Linked DNA regions of Mus musculus: region 1 is linked to region 2. Evidence: chromatin contacts called from public promoter capture Hi-C data. All regions are on one chromosome and are shown on one strand. Each heading gives the region's core, a stretch centred on a gene start, on an enhancer-like site or on the middle of the called end of the contact. The rest is flanking DNA. Distances are from core to core; before and after follow the strand shown.

Evidence for each region. Promoter capture Hi-C pulls out the DNA fragments that hold promoters and counts their contacts.
Region 1: a contact with region 2 is called in a promoter capture Hi-C map of liver, with 10 times the contacts expected there. The contact joins the promoter of Rxra here to the enhancer-like site in region 2. A contact is called at or near these places in 4 of 39 promoter capture datasets (3T3-L1-derived adipocytes, embryonic stem cells and liver), 13 of 484 Hi-C or Micro-C datasets (3T3-L1-derived adipocytes, the HPC-7 cell line, epidermal suprabasal cells and 3 more), 8 of 115 datasets of contacts at active chromatin or transcription factors (the SCID.adh cell line, bone marrow-derived macrophages, embryonic stem cells and 4 more) and 2 of 9 other capture datasets (adipose tissue and pancreatic islet).

What each region holds. Positions count from the first base shown.
Region 1 is chr2:27,675,712-27,681,101 of GRCm38.p6, reverse strand. Rxra (retinoid X receptor alpha) reads right to left here and starts at 3,901. Exons shown (of 10, transcript NM_011305.3): 1 at 3,642-3,901. The coding sequence starts at 3,669.
Region 2 is chr2:27,624,934-27,629,819 of GRCm38.p6, reverse strand. No RefSeq gene overlaps it. Among named protein-coding and RNA genes, the nearest start is that of Gm39776, 50 kb to the right of the region's middle. Within about 2 kb of position 3,034, at least 17 of the 459 cell types and tissues checked have an H3K27ac peak or open chromatin away from gene starts, as enhancers often do. A contact at or near this core is called in liver and pancreatic islet, where this site is marked.

The sequences.
Region 1 (5,390 bases), core at 2,652-5,151, 50 kb before region 2:
CTGCATGTATAGACACACACACATACACACACACACACACACACACGCAATTTGTTTTTAAATAGCATTGGGACAAAGGTTTGGAAGGTGATCCCCAAATGGACACACTCCCAGCCACAATCCAGATACCTATACTCTTGAGAACCAGGGCTCCTGTCTTCGTCCCTGGCCTGGCTGATAGTAGTTCCCATGAAAATCCAGCAGCCAATCTGATACCTTAAGGCCCAGCCCAGCCCACAAGCTTTAGGCCTAAGGAGAAAGGGGAGAAGACAGGTCTTGGCTCGTCCTGGCCCTAAGCCATCTGTAAGGTTCCAGGCCTACATCTTAAGACAGCTGAGCAAGGTCTACCACTCTCTGCAGACCCTGGCCTGTACATGCGCATAGCAAGACCCCATTCCCCTAGAAACAGGAAGTTCCAGGCTGCCTCGCTGACTGCTGGTCCCAAGGCTATCTCATACCACCTTCTATGCAGTTTGATTCTGTCCACACATGCAGATCCCAGAGTTCCTTTGGTATGTGCAGCCAGCCCTTGGGTGGAGAGGAGCAGGCCTGAGCACCCCTCCATTGTCCACAGAGTGACAACCCCTCTATAACACTCCCTTTCCTAGAGGAAGGCATGAGGATGGGATAGGGGTCCCCACTCTTACACTCAACCTCAGAACCAGTTACGGGAGGAGGCACTAGCAAGGAAGTCAGAGGGGCCTCCCTGAGGAGCTGCACCTAGCCCCAGCGCTGAAGGACATGCACAGCTGGAAGAGCCGCCCAGGCCCTAGACCTGGGAGCCAGCCCACAGCAGCTGCCCCATGTGATCAGCTGCAGGCTCGACTCTGCACCCCACACACCCCACAGACTCTGAGCAGTGCAGACCTGGGCTGTGTGTAGAGCTCCCCACCCTCAGTGACTCCTTCCGGTGGGCCTAGCTCTCTGAGCCCACATCTGAGACAAATGCTTGTGCCCAGCACAATAGTCACGGCCAGCCCAAAGAAGAATACTGCCAGACAAGTCCACCACCACAGTCAGACCACCATCAGGGAGTCACTTTTTCTCTCCCTAATACTTCCTCAGTCAACAACGAAGTCTCCTCCAGCGTTTCCCAAAAGAAATGCCCAAATCAGTAGACAGCCAGGGGCCTAAACATGAACTGCCTAGTCAGGCCCAAGCTGGACTCCAAGCCCAGCCTCCTGAGAGTCATGTGACTCTGTTATTTCGGGACTCCCGGAATGTGCTCTATTTTGGGTCACAAGGGCTCTGATGTTACTAAAAGCCCCCTCAGGCAGGCCCCAAGCTCACCAGGTCCCCAAGTACCACACAAGAGGGTGGCTGGAGGTCTAGAGCCTGGCTTCTGGAAACCTGTTACTCTCACAAGCAAATGGGCCACTAACAGCTGAGAGGGGCAGTGCAGGCTTGAGACCTTTGGACTCTGCAGGCTCAGCCTTCCAGTCCCACCATCTAGGCTGAGGCCAGCCCTTACCCCAACTCCCCAACTGGCATGGAGGAAGACCAGCCCTGGACAGCAGAGCCAGGAAACAGGGGCTGCCTGGGGCAAATTCCCCAACCTCCCTTCTTTCTTCCTAGATCTGTCCTGTGCAGATCAGCTCAGTTGGCAGAAGCTTGGAGGCTGCCTGGACCACCAAACACACACAGTGCACACTGGAAAGAGCCCTGGGTCCCGGACCCCAAAAGGGGCAAGGGAGTGAAAAAGGGATGGCCAAACTTTCCTAGACACTTCAAGTCAGACCCAAGCTGTCAGTGGGGACCCTGGACGAGCCAGATCCTCTGACACTCAGCCCCCAGGAGGGATTAGGCTGTGTTGACAAAAGGGCTTAGGCAAGTAGCCGCTTAAATGGATCTTCAACTGCACTGGACTTCAGAGCTGGTCACAAGCTTAGTAAAAAATAAAACGTAATCAGAGCCCAGGACTCAGCCCTCAGCCCTGGGGCACAGGCTGCCTGGGAGGCCAAAGCTGGTCCTGAGAGCCACCACTCTGTGAAGCCAACACAGCAGCTCTGAGACATAACTCCTCTTCATGGAGACTCCAGTCCAGCCGCCTGCAATGTCATTGCCAGTTCTGTATGTGTCAACTTTGAGAACGGGCTCTGTCTCTCCTGGGGTGGTGTTCCCATCTCAAGACCTAGCCAAAGTAGTGCCAGGCCCTGGCCGTGTCCCAGGCCAGAGACTGAGCAAAGCATTCCTGTCTGAAGGACCCAACTCTGTGTGCACATCAAGGCTTGAATGAAGGAGAAAGAGATGTCTCAGGAGCCTCCCACCCCCACCCCACCCCAGGCCCCACAGCAACAAGCCACAGTAACAAAGCTTTCTTGTCGGCTGACTTTGGCAGGGGGTTACAATGCCAAATCCACCATTTGTAGCCTCGAAGTGAAGCCTTCCCCAGTCAGTTTCTCAACTGCAACAGGGACAGGAGTTTATAGCCGGGGAGCTAGACCCCCAAGCTCAGGTGTGCTCCCACTGTCTCTATCACTACTCATAAGGATGGAGAGTCTGAAGCTGTGACACACTTGTAACACAACCCCAGTCACTTTGCAGCAGACCTGTTTGTGAGAAGGCTGGAGGTTAAGGAGGTACCACCTCCCCAAATCACCAAAAGTCCTGGCAACCATGCTGGGTTCTGATCACCCCTCAGGGTAGCCAAAATGCATCCCAAACCTCATAGGGGGTGGGAGGCAAAGAGGCAATGATCATCGTGGAGCTTCGTCCATAATCTGCTGTCCTGATTTCCAATCAGCACAAATTCTTCACCAGCCTGACAGCCTGGCTGCTGTCCTCACCACCAAATTAATATCTTTCCCGGAGCTCATTTATAAGTCTCCCTACCCTGCTTCCCTCTGGCTCCCAAACCCCAGGGAGAGTAATGAGTGGGGGGCTCTGACCCTGCTTGGTTCTACTCCGGGAGTTGGCAGGCTGTTTGGGGCTGGGTGCTGCTGGCGGGAGGGTTGCAGGACAAGAAAATGATCCTTCTGCCGATGGGTTGTCTCCCCTAAATACTGAAAACTAGGGGTGCCAGAGTGTGGGGCCCCAGTCCTGGGTTTAATCAGAGACCCAGAGTGACCGTGCCCACCTAGGTTTGGTCTGCTGTCGGGGAACGGCAAGATCGCAGACTCTATCCTGGGCAAAGAGACAGCCAGGGGCCAGCGGCCTTCTCCAAGCCACAGCCCGACGAGCCGGGAAGAGCAGTGGCCTCCCGGAGCCCAGCGCGTCGTCCCCATCCCAATGCCAGGGAGGCCCGGAGCCCTCCAGCGAGCTCAGAAGTTGCTCCTCCGGCGTGGCTCGGTTCCCGGATAGCTAGAGCTGGGCGCCCCGGGGGTCCGCGGAAGCGCGAGGCGCAGCGTGAGGGTCCCTCTCCACGTCCCGAGCGAACCTGCGCTCGCGCCAGCCCGCCGCCCACTCCCGCTCCTCGGCAAGTCAGAGGCCCGGCGTCCTCGCCCTCTCCCGCCGCGCGCCTGGGCCCGGGAAAAGTTGCCCTGTGCCCACTCGCCTCCCCGGGCCCGGCGCGCTAACTCTCGGTACCGCCACGGCTCGGGGCCAATGGGCCCGGCCGGACCCCCAGCGCGCGCTGCGCACGCGCCCCCGCCCCGCCAGCCCCGGCCCCCTCCCTCGCCCGCGCCGCCGCGGCCAGCACTCACCGAGCGGCAGGAAATGTTTGGTGTCCATGTCTGCGACTAACTCATGCCCAGCCGGCGGCGGAGCAGCAGGGCGGCAGCGCGGCGGCCCCCGGCGCGGCCCGCCCGGGGCCCGGGCGGCGGGGAGCCGGCGGCGGCAGCGGCGGCGGCGGCGCGCGGAGGCCGCGGCGCGGCGAGTTGTTGCAAAAGTCGCCCAACAATGTAAACTACTTGTGCCTGCGCGCGCCCCGCGCGCGCACCCGCCGCCCGCGCCTCCGCCGCGCGCCCGCGACCCGCTCCGGCCCGGCCTGCAGCGGGGCGGGGGGGTGGGGGGGGAGCGGCGGGGGGCCCGCGACGGGCGCGGACTCGGCGCAGCGCCGTCGCCGCCACTCGCCCCGCCCGCAACCGGTGCGCGCCCCGCCCGCCGCTGCCGCCGCCGCCGCCACCACCACGGCCACCCCGCGCTCGCAGCCCGGCCCCGAGTTGTGAGCGCCCTGCAAACTTGCAAGTTTGCATCTGCCAAGGGTTCCCAGGAGCCGTGGGGCGGCGGCGTGGGAGGAGGGCGGGGCGGTGGGGTAAAGCAGCCTTCCCTTCCCGGCTGCCCAAAAACCCGGCGGCCCGCGGTGGTGGTGGAGGAGGAGGAGGAGAGCCGGGCCGGGAGGAGAGCCCCGCGGCCGGGCCATTGTCTGCGCGGACACACAAAGAGGCCGGCCGTGGCCGCGCGAGGACCCTGGTCCTGCAAGGCTCCCTGCAGAAGAGCCGAGGCCCTGCGCATCCCGGTGGACACATGGGGAAACTGAGGCCGGTGAAGGGCCGTGAGCCAGAGGCAAGCAGCTGGGCAGGGAGATGCTGCCCTTTGGACGTCCCAGTCCCCTTCACCTAACACGCGAGAGGCCCAAAAAGGACCCTGGTGTCTGACCGCAGGCCAGACAGGCAGAGGGGGGCTGGGGTGCTGCTCGGGGTACCCACGTTAACACGACGGCTCTCACCCTCCTCAGAGGCGCGGGGCTTGAAGGGCGCTACTGCCGGCTTCGGACATCACCCGTGGCCCCAGGCTATTTTTATACCTTGGTTAGCTCTCTGCCCTGACTTAAATTCATGATTTGTTTGTTTAAAAACGAAAGGAAGCACTCCTACCCAGGGAGAGCCTGGGCCTCCTCCGCAACCCGCCCGCCGACTTGGGCAGCTGGAATTCGGATTTGGGTGTGAGCTACCTGAGCGGAGCCAAGCCAGCCTCCCTAAGCGCAGAGTTCCCCCTGCGCCAAGCCAGGCAACCGGCAGTCCCGCCTCCCTCCACTCCCAGCTGGTGCCTGCCAGACCAAAATCCAGCGTGGAGGCCCTGGCAGAGGGGTTTACCAAAGTCCACAGGCTGCACAGAGTAGGTGCTGCCCAAAGAGAACACCTCCCCTCAAGACAAAAAAGAAAGCTCTGCGTGGGCCCACTACCACCGTCCTCCAGGACTGCACTTTTTCTCTGTAAAAAGCAATAGTTGGCCGAACTTGGTGGCACACGCCTTTAATATCAGCACTCGGGAGGCAGAGGCAGGCGGATTTCTGAGTTTGAGGTCAGCTGGTCTACAAAGTGAGTTCCAGGACAGCCAGGGCTATACAGAGAAACCCTGTCTCAGAAAAAAAACAAAAAACAAAAACAACAAAAAAAGCAATAGTTGTGGGACTCTATCTTAAAGATGTCTTTTAGCAGCCTACCAGAAAAGCTATAGACCTGTCTTAGAGAAAGGCCATGTCTGGTCCTCCTATGTGGGCTGGGAAACAA
Region 2 (4,886 bases), core at 1,785-4,284:
CCCATTCTCCACCACCATTATTAGACCAGGACCAGCATGCCTCAAAGTTCCCTGAACCATTATTCACATTGTCTGAGGCTGACCTCTGGCTGTACATATGGTGCACTATAAGAACCAGCGTCATGGAATGGGTACAAGTGTTTACCACCAAGCCCGACCACCTGAGTTAAGTCCATCCCAGAGACCATGGGATGGAGGGAGAGAATTGACTCTTACAAGATGTCATGTGACCTTTGCACTCATGCCCATATATACAAGCATACACATACACAACATGAGACATCCCACAGCCTGCCTAGGGGGGCTGTACATCTCAGCTTCTGAGGAGGAGATGGGCCCCTGATATCTTCCTAGGGGCCATAGCACAGGGCAGGGAAGCCCCTGGCATTTGTCTAGCCTGATGTCAGTTGGAGAGCTTAAAAGCTATCTGCCCCAGAGGAATGGACACCAAGGGAGAGGAAGATCCTGGAACAAAGGAGGGAATGTCCTGTGAGACTGACAGGGTGGCTCACATCTGGGAAGAAACACATTACCAGGCCTCCACAAAGTGCCTGATGCCCAGGCTTGGTATACTCCTCCCTGGGCTGCAGGCTGTGGGCTAATGGTCTAGGCTCTCCACTTCTGGAAGGCTGCCTTCTCTTGGCCTCTAAAGTTCTACCAACAAAAACATGGGTGTTGGGTGCTGTTCTCTAAATATGGAAGGTAGGCACACCAGAGAATTGCTCCCTCTAGCCTGGAGCCTGAGGGATAATTCAAGCTGTTCTCTCTCTCTCTCTCTCATTTGTGTCTGTGTGTCTGTTTGTGTATGTATGTGTATGTAAATGTGTGTGTGTGTATGTGTCTCTCATGTGTTTGTGTGTGCCTATATGTCTGTGTCTGGTGTGTGTGTATGTATGTATGTATGTTCATGTATGTTCATGTATGTATGTGTGTGTTTGTATGTGTGTCATGTGTATGTCATCTGTGTGCATACATGTGTGTGTCTATCTCTCATGTGAATGTGTGTGTGCATTCTCATTCTCATGTGAATGTGTATGTGTTTATGTGCATTCATGCATGTGTGTGTATGTATTTTATATGTCTCTGTGTGTCTCTTATATGTGTCTGTATGTCTCATGTGTACATTTGGGTGTGTGCATGTGTATATGTGTGTGAATGTGTATTTCTCTTTCACATGTGTATATGTGTGTATGTGCATGTATGTGTCATGTATGTGTCTGTGTGTATGTGTGTCTCTGTGTATGTGTTTGTGTATCTGTATGTCTGTATCTGTGTGTGCTTCTGTGTGTATGTCTCTCTCTCTCTCTCGTGTATCTTTTTGTGTGTGTGTGCGTATGTGTGTATGTGTGTGTATATGTAGGCATGTGTACATGTTTGTGTATGGTGTATGTATATATATGTGTGCACATGTTTGTGTATGGTGTGTATGTATGTGTGTGTATGTGTTTCCCTTTTGTGTATATACATGCATGCATACATGTGTGTGCATGTGTATGTGTCTCTCTCTTGTATGTATGTATGTAGCTGTGTATGTGCTTGGGTACATGTGTGCATGCATGCATGTGTGTATATGAGTGTGTGTGAGAATGCATTCATGTGTATGTGTATATATGTGTGTCTCTTTCTTGTGGGTATATGCATGTGTGTGTAAGTGTGTAGGTGCATGGGTACATGTGTGTGTGCATGTATGCATGTGTGTATGTGAGAGTGCATGCATGCACATGTATGTGTTATCATTGAACTCCTCAGAGAGGATTCTTAGAGCACCTTCAGGTCCTCCTGCACACCTGGTTTCAAAAACCGCACTCTGAGAAATGGCTGCTCTTTCCAGTGAGGAGAAACTGCGGACCACAGCATCACAACCGCACCAACACCACCAGAGACGTGACCCCCTGTGTAAGGTGAGAGGATAGGTGATTTTCTAGATCAGGTAGGACATTTCCTCCCTCAGAGAGACCCAGTGGCTCCTACAAAATATCAGATCTAAGCTAAACTCATGGATTCACCACCCAACCTCCCTCCCTCTCAACCATCCATTCATCTGTGCATCCATCTACCCACCCAGCCAGTAAGCCATCTGTTGTCTATCCATCTAACCCACTAGCCACTCATATACTTCTTCATCTACCCATCCACGACCTCCCTCCCACCCTTTCATCCATCTACCCATCTGCTTACCATTAGCCACCCACCCATCCATCCATCCATCCATCCATCTACCTACCTATCCACCTGTTATCTGTCCATCTATCCATCCACATTTCCTTTCCTTCTTCCCACCCATCCTCCCATCTTCCATCCATCTATCCAGATATTACCTGTCCATCCATCCATTTAATTCTCTGTCATCCAATACCCCTTCAGGATTCACTCAGCACCTATCACATGTCTTAACCTTGACCAGTCTCACAAACTCATCCACTGGTTACTGCCCTTGAGGACAGACATGGAGACAAAGAAAAACAGCATGAATCGTGTGCAAGCACATCTGTTGGGGTGCCCTGGATATGCATTGCTATAGCATCATCTCATCTGGGGATTCTTGTTGGGCCTTACCAGCCTTCCCTGGGTCTAAGTTTTATATTTTTAGAGGAAATATGGGGTGATGACAGGGCCTCTTCTCAGGGTGGCTGCCAGGGCCCTCTTGGGCCTCTATCTGTTTCCCTTGCCTTTGTAGATCTACTGTGAGGCCTGGTACCTGCTTGTGAATGATTGCTGGGCCTCATGGTGACCTGGGACTACCAGGTCCCTGCACATGGACGAGTGGTGTTCTCATGAGAGGAGGCTTCCCACTCCACCTCCAGGACTCAGAGGCTTTGAAAGGCTCATCCAATCCTGCTCAACAAGACTGGTCCATTCCTGGACATGTTAGAGCTTCTGGTTCCTTGTCTTTCCAAGATAATCACTTAGAAAGCCTATGTGCTAGAGAAGCCTTAGCCAAGGCTGAGGGCCACAGCCTTGACCATCAGTCCTGGCACAGGAGAACACATTTCCCAGCACATACTGCTTAATATTTAACCTCCTGCAGAGCTTCCAACTGCTAATGACGTGACATTAACTCTGCACAAATAAGAGGGTTCAGAGGAGCCAACCCCAGTCCACAGGGCATAGGCCAAACACTACCTCCCTCTGGCCTTTGAATTCCTCAAGCCAGGGCTAGGAACAAGGGTCTTAGTTTACCATATCATGCTGTAGGGGTCTGAGGGGCTGCAGTAGAGGCCCTTAGGGGCTGTAGTGGAGGGCCTCAGGGGTTTCAGTGGAAGTCTCAGGGGGATATATTGGGGACCTCAGGAGATGCAGTGGGAGGGCCAAGGGATGCAATAGGCAGGAGGACTCAGGGGATTCAGTGGAGCGCCTTGGAGGCTGCAGTGGGAATCTCAGGAGATGCAGTAAGAGCCTCAGGGAGATGGAGTGGAAATCTCAGGGGGCTGTAGTGGAGGTATCAGAGGATGCACTGGGGGTTCTTCAGGGATACAGTGGAGGTCTCAGGAGCAACGTTCTCTCTGACTATTGTTTCTAGTCTCTCACAAAGCTGCCTCCACCTCTGCTGAAGTCATCCAGAAGTGGGCCATAACTAATTTTCCTGTCTTTTCTGTCCTCCAGTGTGCCCAGGGAATAAACCACAATTGTCTTTCTTAGGCTGGACAAGGATGAGGTGCCAGGGTAATACCTGGAAACGCATTTCTGGTATAGGAAAAGGCTGGAAACGGAAGTGCTCTTCCCAAAGTAGGCTTCTGCTACAGCAGAAATAACACATTGTCCCAGGAGTGGGGCAGGCCACCTGGGCCCTGTTGAGGGTTATCCCTGAAGCAGTAACTGCCCAGACAAAGAAAGCCAAGGGGTACAGACAAGGCTTGGGGTATCCTGAACCTCAAAGGAGCAGCACTAGACAGACTGCCCTCACCTCTAGAAGCTTTTCCCAGGTGTCTGTGGGTCTCCTGTTCCCAGCACTAACTGTTAACACTCCCTCTGTGGCTGTTGACTTCCTGAGGAAGACTTCAGACCTCACTGGATCCAGAACTCATTCCAAATCTTTGTCCAGCTCAGCAGCTAACTCATCCACTAGATAGCTCAAGGAGCAGAAAGATAGGGTAGAAGACCAAGAGCTCTTCAACTACCTCAGGCCCAGGGAGTCCCCTCTGAACCTGCAGCCTGGCCCAGTTTCTGTTTACATTTGCAAATGAAGGTAGTAGGGGGAACTGAATGTGTGAGAAGTAAGTTTGGGGCTGGAAACCAAGCCTAGTGGGTATTTATGTTTTCTGTCCTGTGTGTGGTGGCAATTCCCTGACAACAGGAGCTGCTCTCCTCTGTTCTCTTTAAGTAAGAGAACCACCTAGCTCACTGAGTCTGGGCAAACCATGCCCACTTGCCCCAAATCTGTCTAGAGAGGGCTCTACCCCCTGTAGCTGTCTCTAATGTTAACCCACATCTGGCCCATCTGGTCAGCTCTTGAAGTCTTTTTAGAGTCAAAGACCAACAGGGCTTGTTCTGAGGGGCTTAGACTCCAGAGCTGCTGCTGGGAACTAAAGCTCTAACCCCACACTTCCACAAAAAGAATTTCCAGAGTGAACAACCTGCCCCCCACCCCACCTCCACCTCCAGTCCACAGAGTTCCAGGAACCAAGTGTTCCTGCCACCTCCAGCCACTTTAATGGTTTGGGCCTGGGCGTGGCAGGGGGAGGCAGGTAAACATTTGGGGACAGTAAATAAATCAATAGGGCAGGTGAGGTAAGAGTCCCTTCACCTTTGGCCACCATTAGACAAGTCTCTCTCTCTCTCTCTCTCTCTCTCTCTCTCTCTCTCTCTCTCTCTCTCTCCTTGTCCTGTCCTCTGTCTGTTTGCTTAGATAGGGACAGATGGACAGCAGAGTAAACAGGGACCCAATG